Linked DNA regions of Sus scrofa: region 2 is linked to region 1. The links are chromatin contacts, called in public HiChIP or PLAC-seq maps. All regions are on one chromosome and are shown on one strand. Each heading gives the region's core, a stretch centred on a gene start, on an enhancer-like site or on the middle of the called end of the contact. The rest is flanking DNA. Distances are from core to core; before and after follow the strand shown.

What was found. HiChIP or PLAC-seq counts read pairs in DNA pulled down with a chosen protein or histone mark.
Region 2: an H3K27ac HiChIP or PLAC-seq map of skeletal muscle shows a contact between it and region 1, with 7 times the contacts expected there. The contact joins two enhancer-like sites. A contact is called at or near these places in 1 of 5 promoter capture datasets (liver), 24 of 47 Hi-C or Micro-C datasets (alveolar macrophages, brain, embryonic fibroblasts and 14 more) and 2 of 2 datasets of contacts at active chromatin or transcription factors (alveolar macrophages and skeletal muscle).

Annotation. Positions count from the first base shown.
Region 1 is chr11:76,919,903-76,924,367 of Sscrofa11.1, reverse strand. The region is part of intron 2 of COL4A1 (collagen alpha-1(IV) chain); the gene reads left to right. Among named protein-coding and RNA genes, the nearest start is that of COL4A2, 75 kb to the left of the region's middle. Within about 2 kb of position 2,192, at least 6 of the 83 cell types and tissues checked have an H3K27ac peak or open chromatin away from gene starts, as enhancers often do. A contact at or near this core is called in skeletal muscle, where this site is marked.
Region 2 is chr11:77,082,934-77,087,398 of Sscrofa11.1, reverse strand. The region is part of intron 4 of COL4A2 (collagen alpha-2(IV) chain); the gene reads right to left. Among named protein-coding and RNA genes, the nearest start is that of COL4A1, 88 kb to the right of the region's middle. Within about 2 kb of position 2,303, at least 14 of the 83 cell types and tissues checked have an H3K27ac peak or open chromatin away from gene starts, as enhancers often do. A contact at or near this core is called in skeletal muscle, where this site is marked.

The DNA of each region.
Region 1 (4,465 bases), core at 943-3,442:
TAGAATTGACGGAGGCCTTTGAGACTGCTCTTCAGAAAGAGCGAACATTATTGAAGCAAACATTTGCTGTTAAAGACCCTTGCTTCTGCTGACAGAGTGTCTTCTCTCACTGATACTCAGGTCAGATTAAGGAGAAATGTCTGGAATTTATTTATAAGTCCCAAGAACCTTTGGATAATGTTAAGGTTTGTTTTTTTTTTTTTCCCCTAACAGTTTGTCAGCACTCAAGTTTGCCTCTCATTTTAGTAAGTTTTTATTGGATCGGCGAAGTTGGACAGTTTGTTTGCTTTTAGATAGCTTTGGGGGAAGAGTTTTAAATTGTTTATGGTAAGAAGGCACTCAGGGCTCTTTCGAGATATTCTTGGGTTGAATGATGGCTTTTTAGAAAGCATCTGTGACGAACTCTTTATAATTTATTTTTTTCTCGCAAGGTGATAGGCAGAGTGCATTTTGTAGGTCAGAGGCGTCTGCAGTTTCATTTCTTTGCACATGTCGACTAATCAAGTAGTGCTTATTATTGTCCGTCACCTGGGTCGTCGTCACTCAGCTCATTTTACATTATCCGATTTGAGCTTAGTTCTGAAAACCAACTTCAGAGCAATGTTGAAATTCCCAGAATTGTGCCAGAATGCATCGTAAGCGCAAAGAATGTTTCGATATCAAGATTTAAGCCAGCGGAAATCTGCCCTCGAACCCGGCCGCCTGCAGAGCTTCCACGTGAGGGGCTGTGTCAGTGGGCGGCGTGAAGCTGGTGGCTCATCAGCGAGGCCTAGGACCTTCCGTAAGATGGACCTACCAATGGGGTCGGGCCTTTTCTGCTCAGGACCCTGAGGCGGAAAGTCCAGTGTAGACGGCATAGTCCAGGAAGGAGCAGGCGGACAGAGGTTTTACTTTCTAGGCGGACGGCCAGCTCCCTCTCCCAAGCTTCGGCTCTCTGTCCCATTCATCCCACAAGCCCGGTGGCCCACGGCTTCTGAAGTCTCAGGAACAAGTCCCCGGCAGCCTGACGACGGACCTGGGAGCCCACCCAGGCCACGGCTCAAGGAGACTTTTAACACCTTTATGGTACTTCTCATCCTTTGGATGTGTGACGATGCGGAAGCGTCCTCGTTTCTAGGAAAACCCGAGCCTCTCCCCCCCTCCCCACGGGTAACTGGCCCGGCTCTCCGCGGGCGCCCCCACGTCTCATGGGGACCTGCACAAGCGACACGGAGACTCCTCGTTGCACCTCCTCTCTCAAAGCAAACACCGCCGAGCCCCGAGAGAGACCGTGCGCGTTTGGGGAGGAAGATAGAAAAGGCAGCGCCGGGCTCCGGGGGTGCGATGGGTCGCGCTTTCCTGGGTGCACACCGGCGCGCGGCCAGCGGGAGCCTCGGACGCCGACGGGTGCGGGAAACAGTCGCCCTCCTTATATTCAAAGAAATGTCGTCTACGTTACATTAGCGTACATGGGAGTTCCCAGCGTGGCTCAGTTAAGGAACCCGACTAGCATCCATGAGGATGCAGGTTCGATCCCTGGCCTCGCCCAGTGGGTTGAGGATCCAGCGTTGCCGTGAGCTGTGGTGTAGGTCACAGGCGTGGTTCGGATCTAGCATTGCTGTGGCTGTGGTGTAGGCCAGCAGCTGCAGCTCCGATTCCACTCCTAGCCCGGGACTCTCCATATGCCGCGGGTATCCATGTAAAACGATTTAAAAAAAAAATGTTTAGCCCATGCGTTCTTTCAAGAATCCAGGCACATGTCTCATGTGGTGCAGAGAGTCAGTGTTCCTGTCTTCCTTTGGGGAAGACCAGGCCTGGCCGGGTTCTGGTTGTGTGTGTTCAGCCTGCAGCAGTGGCAATGCTTCTGCCACCACGTCGGGCTCCACGGTGTGGAAGGGCCACAGCGGGGCCTCGTCGAGGAGTTTTCCACGACCCTGTGACCCCAATCGCAGCCTTCCCACGCCTTCCCCAGCAGCATCGGAATTCAGGAAGTGGTGCTGCCGAGCCCTCGCTGCTGCTGGGCTCCAGGAGCTGGACTGTGGGATCTTGGGCTCAGTCCCAAAGTCACCCATTGACCACGAGCCACCATCTGACATCGTTTCGCCGTCGCTGACGCTCGGGCAGCTCTGGCTCCAAATGGAAATGCTTGCGTCCCTCAGTGGTTTGCAGCCTTCCTTGGAAAGTGACCTCTCCAGGCCCCGGACGACAGAAAGAAACAGCTGATCCGCTGGGATGTCCCGCCCACAGCTCCCTGCCCCGGTCTCTTCTCTGACCAGTGATGTGGACGTGGGCCAGCCTCTAATGGTGCCCATGGGCTCTGGACTGGAAAAAGGGGACCCAGCAGCCCGTCCTGCCAGCCACCGCACTGTACAGTGGCTGCACAGAGAGCTCACATCTTAGCTGACGCTGAGCTCATGTCCCGCTTCTGCTTAGATCCTCGTCCATTTACCCACTTTTATTGAGTTCAGAGTTTGTGCTAAATGCTGAATGAATAAATACTTACTTTGCGCTGCCTTTAACATCCTTATTTCTGAGAGGTGGAAACCCCACTGCAGATCCTGTCCAACAAGCATCCTTTGCTGGCTGTGCTCTCCTCTCTAATGGGCAAGCCTCGGGCCTGGGGACAGGTGGTCCTGCCTGTCACAGTCGGGCCCCGTCCAGGGGGAGCCCAGGGCCTGGGCGGTGTTTTCCTTTGGACCTCAGCCCACTGTCAACATCCGTTATCGTAGTGTCTTAATTGATTTTATTTATTTATGTTTGCTATTTAGGGCCACACGTGTGGCATATGGAAGTTCCCGGGCTAGGGGTTAAATTGTAGCTGTAGCTGCCGGCCCTTGCACCACAGCCACAGCAACAACACAGAATCCGAGCTGCCTACACCACAGCTCACGGCAGCGCGGGGTCCTTGACCCACTGAGCGCATTCTCATGGATACCAGTCGGGGTTCATTACTGCTGAGCCACAGCGGGAACTCCATGATTTTAAATTTGAAAAATTAATTCAAAGTTTGACTAAAAGAGACAGTAAGATTTTGAAGCCTGCTGATGCTGGATCCGTGATAATTCAGGGTTTGTTGCTGGTAACGGTGTCTCCTCTGCCATCCTTAGAACCGTTTCACACACTCAGCCTCGCGACCCTGGGGACTCTGTTTGGATTTGGATTCTTGACGAAGCTTCAAAGGGGACCAGGGTTGGTGTTCGGGTTCCATCTGAACTTGTTTAAGCACGGATTTTAAGAGGAGGGGAAATAATTAGATAGTATAAAAAGCCTTTTATTCCCATCTTTTATGGGTTTTTAAAAAAGATTTGTCCTTCTCTACGTAATACATGATGTAAAAATTTTATGTTGCTGCATGCATGGAACTCTCTTTCCTGCCTAATTTAGAGTGGCTAATTTTGATGCCCAGATTTTTCACCATGGCTGCGTTCTTTCATCTTTATAGCATTTTTTTTCTCCTCCAATTCTGACTTTCATCCTTGGAAGATGCAGTGATAATCATTCCATTGTTGGGACATAAGTTTTTTTTTTTTTTTTTTTTTTTTTTTAATTAGTACAGCACACAGCACTGACCTTCTGGAATAAAACTAGTCAATGTGGTTGCATCAAAACACGTTTGTGGAAGCCCTTCTCACTCCCCACTTGAAATTCTCGCTGCGGTGACGACAGTGGTCATGGGCTTTGCTCTGGCCACCACGTCCCCGTGGACCTCTTGCCTCCAGGATCTCATGGCAAAGAGGTGTCGAAAGGGTCCTGTTTCTCAGTTGTTTTAACTGCACGCTCTGCCTCGAACCCCAGCAACCCCGGCGCACGAGCAGTCACGACTGTAGCATCGCTCTTGCAGCTGCAGAGTCTGGCTTAGAAAGACCTGGTGGGAGAACCTTCACACAACCTGCCCAGCTCTTTGCTTTCCCTCTGCCCGTCGTGGAGATTTGCTGCAAGGCTGCGGCATCACTTGGCCTGTGTTTGCCAGCTAATTGTATTGCTGTTTGAATGCTTATCCTGTCTGTGTGCCCTGCCCTGCTGCCCAGAAGAGCCCTGGACGGGGTCCAGGGTATGAGACTAATCGTGTGTACTTTTGTCTGAACAAAAGATGAGGAAAGTTAAAAAAATATGTGTGAGGCGGCCAGATCCATGTCCATAGAGGAGTCACTTCCTCTAGCTCCTTAATTTCAAAACTCCTGGGATACGGGGCTTGCTCAAGTGTTCCGCTGACATTCGGGGAGGAATGTGTCCTCGCGGTGAGAGCTCCCACTGGGAATTCAGAGTTCTGCGTCTGTTCCCAGGAGCACACAGGGGTCACCCAGTGACATGCGACGCGTCAGTAAAGCCTTGGAGTCCTCATTTCCCTATCTGTGAAATGGACATAAAAGGGGCTAATGCGATGCTGGTGAATTACTGAAAATTCGCTGGGAACCAGCTTGCTCTAGTGACCTAGAAAAAAACACCAGCTCTGGGGGAAGCTGGCCTCCTTTCTATTTCTGGCTTT
Region 2 (4,465 bases), core at 1,054-3,553, 160 kb before region 1:
CCAGATCCTCTACTGAGCGGTCAGGGACCAAACCCGCATCCTCATAGACACCACGTGAGGTTCTTAACCTGCTGAGCCGCGATGGGAACTCTGATGTTGGGAAAGGTTACAGGGCGGACAGTAGAGCCAGATCACAATTCAGTCTTCCCGATTCACAGCTTCGAAAGTCTCTGCCATTTTGGACACTAAGCGCTTCTGCAGAGACGTTATCAATGATAACACCTGCTGCAGCAGGGAATGTTCTGGAGACATGGAGCAGTCAGAGCGCTGGGATGGCAGCATCCCTGGGCTGCCAAGGATGTGGGGGCTGGGGTCAGGGTTAAATCCTGTCAACAGGGCCTCGCGCCCCCGGGAGTCCGGCCTGTCGAAGTTCCTAAGACTCCCAGCTTTGGGGTCATCCTTTGGACCCACACCGAATACACATCCGCAATGAAAAAAGAGAACACACCCCGAGAAACTGATCTTTTTTCAGTCTGGTGGGAAGATAATGGATGGCTCATCCGTCCAGACGGAGACCCGGGGTCCCGGGCGAGAGGAAGCCGGATGACCTTAACCTCCATTCCAGAGCAGTGACTCAGCCGGAGCGCTGGGCTCCGGACGCGGCCGAAAACAGCCTCGAGGACGCTCGCTCTCCACAGCGGGTGTTGGAGGAAAAAGAAAGACCCGTCTCATCCACAAAATGGAAGCCGGCGACCACTGCCCGCGGCCGTGTTTGCAGGGCTACGCGCGGCCCCAGAAGGCACCTGAGGTCCGAGGGAGATCCTAGGGCACCATGTGTGATGAGCGACGACGCACAGGGCCCACTTAATAGGTGGGGCTACTACGGAGAGGGTGGAGATACAGCCCAGGGTGGGATCTGTGGGGAAGCCTCCAGCCTCCTTGGGGATTAGACCACCTGCAGTGCGGTTTCTCCATCACAACCGAGGGCTCAGCATCTCAGGGCGACGAAGCCTGGGGAGCCTTTTATCTGGACATCTTGTCAGGATGCTCCCTTGTGTGCGGTGGCTTTTTTTTTTTTTTTTTTTTTTTTTTTTTTTTTGCTTTCTAGGGCCGCACCTGTGGCATATGGAGGTTCCCAGGCTGAGGGGGGAATTGGAGCTGCAGACACGGCCTGCACCGCGGCCACAGCAATGCTGTAACCCACTGAACAAGGCCAGGCATCGAACCTGTGTCCTCATGGATACGAATTGGGTTCATGACAGGAACCCCCCAGTAGTGGCTATGCTGTACCCTGTCACCGCCCTGGCCTCCTGGGCTTGTCCTGTGTGTTTGTGCTGTTCGGCCAGGAGGCCACGCAGAGCGGGAGCCGGGACAGCTCTCTCCGAGCCGGAGCCCAGCCACGTGGAAGGCCCTCTGAGCCCCACTGCTCCTCTTCTTGACCCTCCTCGGCCAGACGGGCCCTCTGCAGGCTGGGAACACCAGTGCCTCGGGTAGGCAGGGGGTGCCAAGGGTGCCAGGGAGCCCCCCACCGCTCTGGGAGGTGCCGGGCCTGGTAGCATTTTCTCTGTTTTCAAACAGAACCTGCATACGTTCCTAGGTCACCTCGTCCCTCCCACTGCCCCGACTGTGTCAGCTGCCGCTGCCCCGCCACCCGGACCATCTCTCCCCTCGTCCAGGGGCACCCTGGCAGCTGCACCAGGCCCTGCCCTCTGCAGATGGGCCCTCCCCTGGCCCTGGCTCTGCGGGGCCTCTCTGTGCTCCCCTGGCATCTTATTCAGCCTCCTCCTTGGCCCCTGTGCTGTGAAATCTGGGTTTTGGGGTTTTGTGTGAGCTCTTCCTTCGTAGGAGCCCCCTGGAAGCTGCGTTGGGGGGCTTGCTGGCAGAGACCCTCTCTCAGCCTGACGTCCCATGGGCATTGTGGCCTCAGCACCTCCCAGGGCCGGGACCTCAGTTCCTCCAGCCCGGCTCCCAGCAAGAACGAGAGAACAGTGACCACCAGGGCCCCCCTCTGCACCTCCCCCAGGTCACAGCCGCACACAGATCTTGACCCCAAAGCCACAGGGTGGGGACATGTCTGTTCCCTCTCCTCACACCGCACCTCTCTGCTGACAGCCTGCTCCTGCCCACCTCTCTCCCAGCCCCCATCCTGGGTCCACACTGTGTGCCCACATCTCCAGGGCTGGCCGGAGCCCTGCCACTCCCCAGAGAGGCCATGGCCCCTTGTCTGGTGAATGACAGGGATTTCTGGCATTGACGAGAAGGCCTGCCTTGTGGTGACGCTGCCTCCTCCCGGCATGGCCTGATCCAGCAGGAGGGAGGCTGGCCTAATGCCCGTTTGGGCAGCTGTTGCCTCTGACGGAACCAGCTCAGAGATACTGGCCCTTCACCGGCCAGCAGGATCCAACCAAGAGTTTCGCAGCCTTCTAGTGAGTCCTGACCATAAATGGAGTCAGAACTACTGCTGACAGGGATCTCGACCTACATCTGCACCTGCACCTGCACCTGCATCGACACCTGCATCTAACTGGCATCTAGAGCTACACGACACCCGCACCTGCACCTACAGCTCTATCTTCCCTTCGTACATTTGGGCGCTGTGAAGAAGACAGAAGGGAGAAAAACATGAGAAATACAAAATACGAACTCAAATGGAAGTTAACGTGCAGCAATGTCAGGGGCAAAGCATCCTGGCTTATTTGTAATTAAAAAAAAATCCAAACCTCCAAGCATTCGCTTCTCATTTCTAACCAGATTACACTGGCCTCATAGGCTCATTCCCAGGAATTGAACTCTGTCTGGGATGGGCCCAGGCTGGGCCTGGTTGTATAGAGTAGCTTGCATCCACATGCAAATAGGAGTCTAGGTGCCCATTTCTGCTGATTTCCTGGCCTGCTCCTGGCTGCGCCATCACTTGTTTAGGGCCAGACAGCAGGCACATCTTCGCAGTGAGTTTCCAGCCTGCTGTGTCCTGCATCCACGGAATGCCTGGCGAATACGCCCCTTCTCCCCACTTCTGCCTACATCGAGGAAGCCCTAAATGTCTACACAGATGCTGCATTCACAGGCCCCTACCTACCTCTCTGGTTTCATTCACCATGACATTGCTGGTCACGAATGACCATTCACTATCTGGTTTACATCTGAGATTATGGTAAATGCAGCCATAGATTTACTTTTCTGCCAGCTATTCCTCTTTGTCATGAAAACAGTAGCACTTTCTCAGAAGCTGGGCTCTGATGTACCAGGAAAAATTCAGGAGCAGAGATGTGACCACCGAGAGGCTAGTGTGGTTCCCTTCATGCGATAATTCATCAGAAAACGACTCCCTGAGCTGCTGTCGGCTCACCTTCCTGAGCTGCTGGCCAGAGACCACGGAAGGACCGGTGACCCTGGCTTGCTTCTGGGGGCTTCTCTGGGAACATCCTGATTGCCATCAACAACAAAGACCACCAGCTCCCTCCCTTATGAAAAATAATCCAGAAATAAAAAAAGCAAGGGGGGAAATGAAGTGATTTCAAATGGTCTATAAATTACTCAATGGACTTGTTACATTTCCAGGTGCAGGAGCCATCTCTAAACACAGAGGGCGCCCCAGTGGCCCGCGGAGGGCGCAGAAGCAGGTGTGTGAGCCTGGTCCACTTCTCCACCAGCTCCAGCCTGGCCCCGGGGCCTCCAGCCTGTCTTCTCATCTAAGCTGAAGGTCCCCCAGGAAAGTTCTGTGGCTTCCAAGGAAGGGGACCACCGCAGCCTGAGGTTCCCTGCTGGCACCGTCTGGCAGGCATTTCTAGGACCCAGATAAGAAACTTCAGGCATCCACAATGCCTGGTCCTTGAGAGAGTCCCTGTCACCAGCCCCGCCCTTCCCCAGCGCTCACTCACCCCTCGCTGGTCCTCTGAACAAAGACTGTTTTCCAGCCACCATTCACCTCTTTGATCTCTGAGCTAATCTGCTGTGCTCGGGTTTTACGGGAATTTAAGATTCCTCCAGCCCACATCTGCTGGATACCACCCAACGCCCCTTCCTCTTCGAAACCTGTTGCTTTAACAGTGGTTTTGACTCCACTCTTGCTCTGTGGGGCGTCTGACGCTGCAGACACTCCTCTAGGGGACAACTGTCTTTCTACCCGCCCCTGCCCCCCGCCGCTTTTTCTCCACTTTCCCTTGGGGGTTTCTTTCTCGGCTCCTTCAGTGGTTCTGCCTCAGACGCCCACCCCTCAGCCTTGTCCTGCTAACCTCACCCACCTGTCAAGGTGAGCCCTGCCAAAGGGCCAGCCCTGTGGATGCACGGCTGCTCCCCAGAGTGAGCACCGTGGGCAGGTGTGCACAGCCTGCGCCACAGGGAGAACTGCGCTCTCTCTGCCAGGGGATGCCGCCAAGCCCTCCTCAAGAGCACCTACCACCCACACCACCATCTCCCACACACAGTGGGCGGCAGCATGTTTGCTGAAGCAGGGAATCATCAAAAGATACAGGAGTTCCCTCATGGCTCAGCGGGTTAAGGATCTGGCACTGTCATGGCTGTGGTT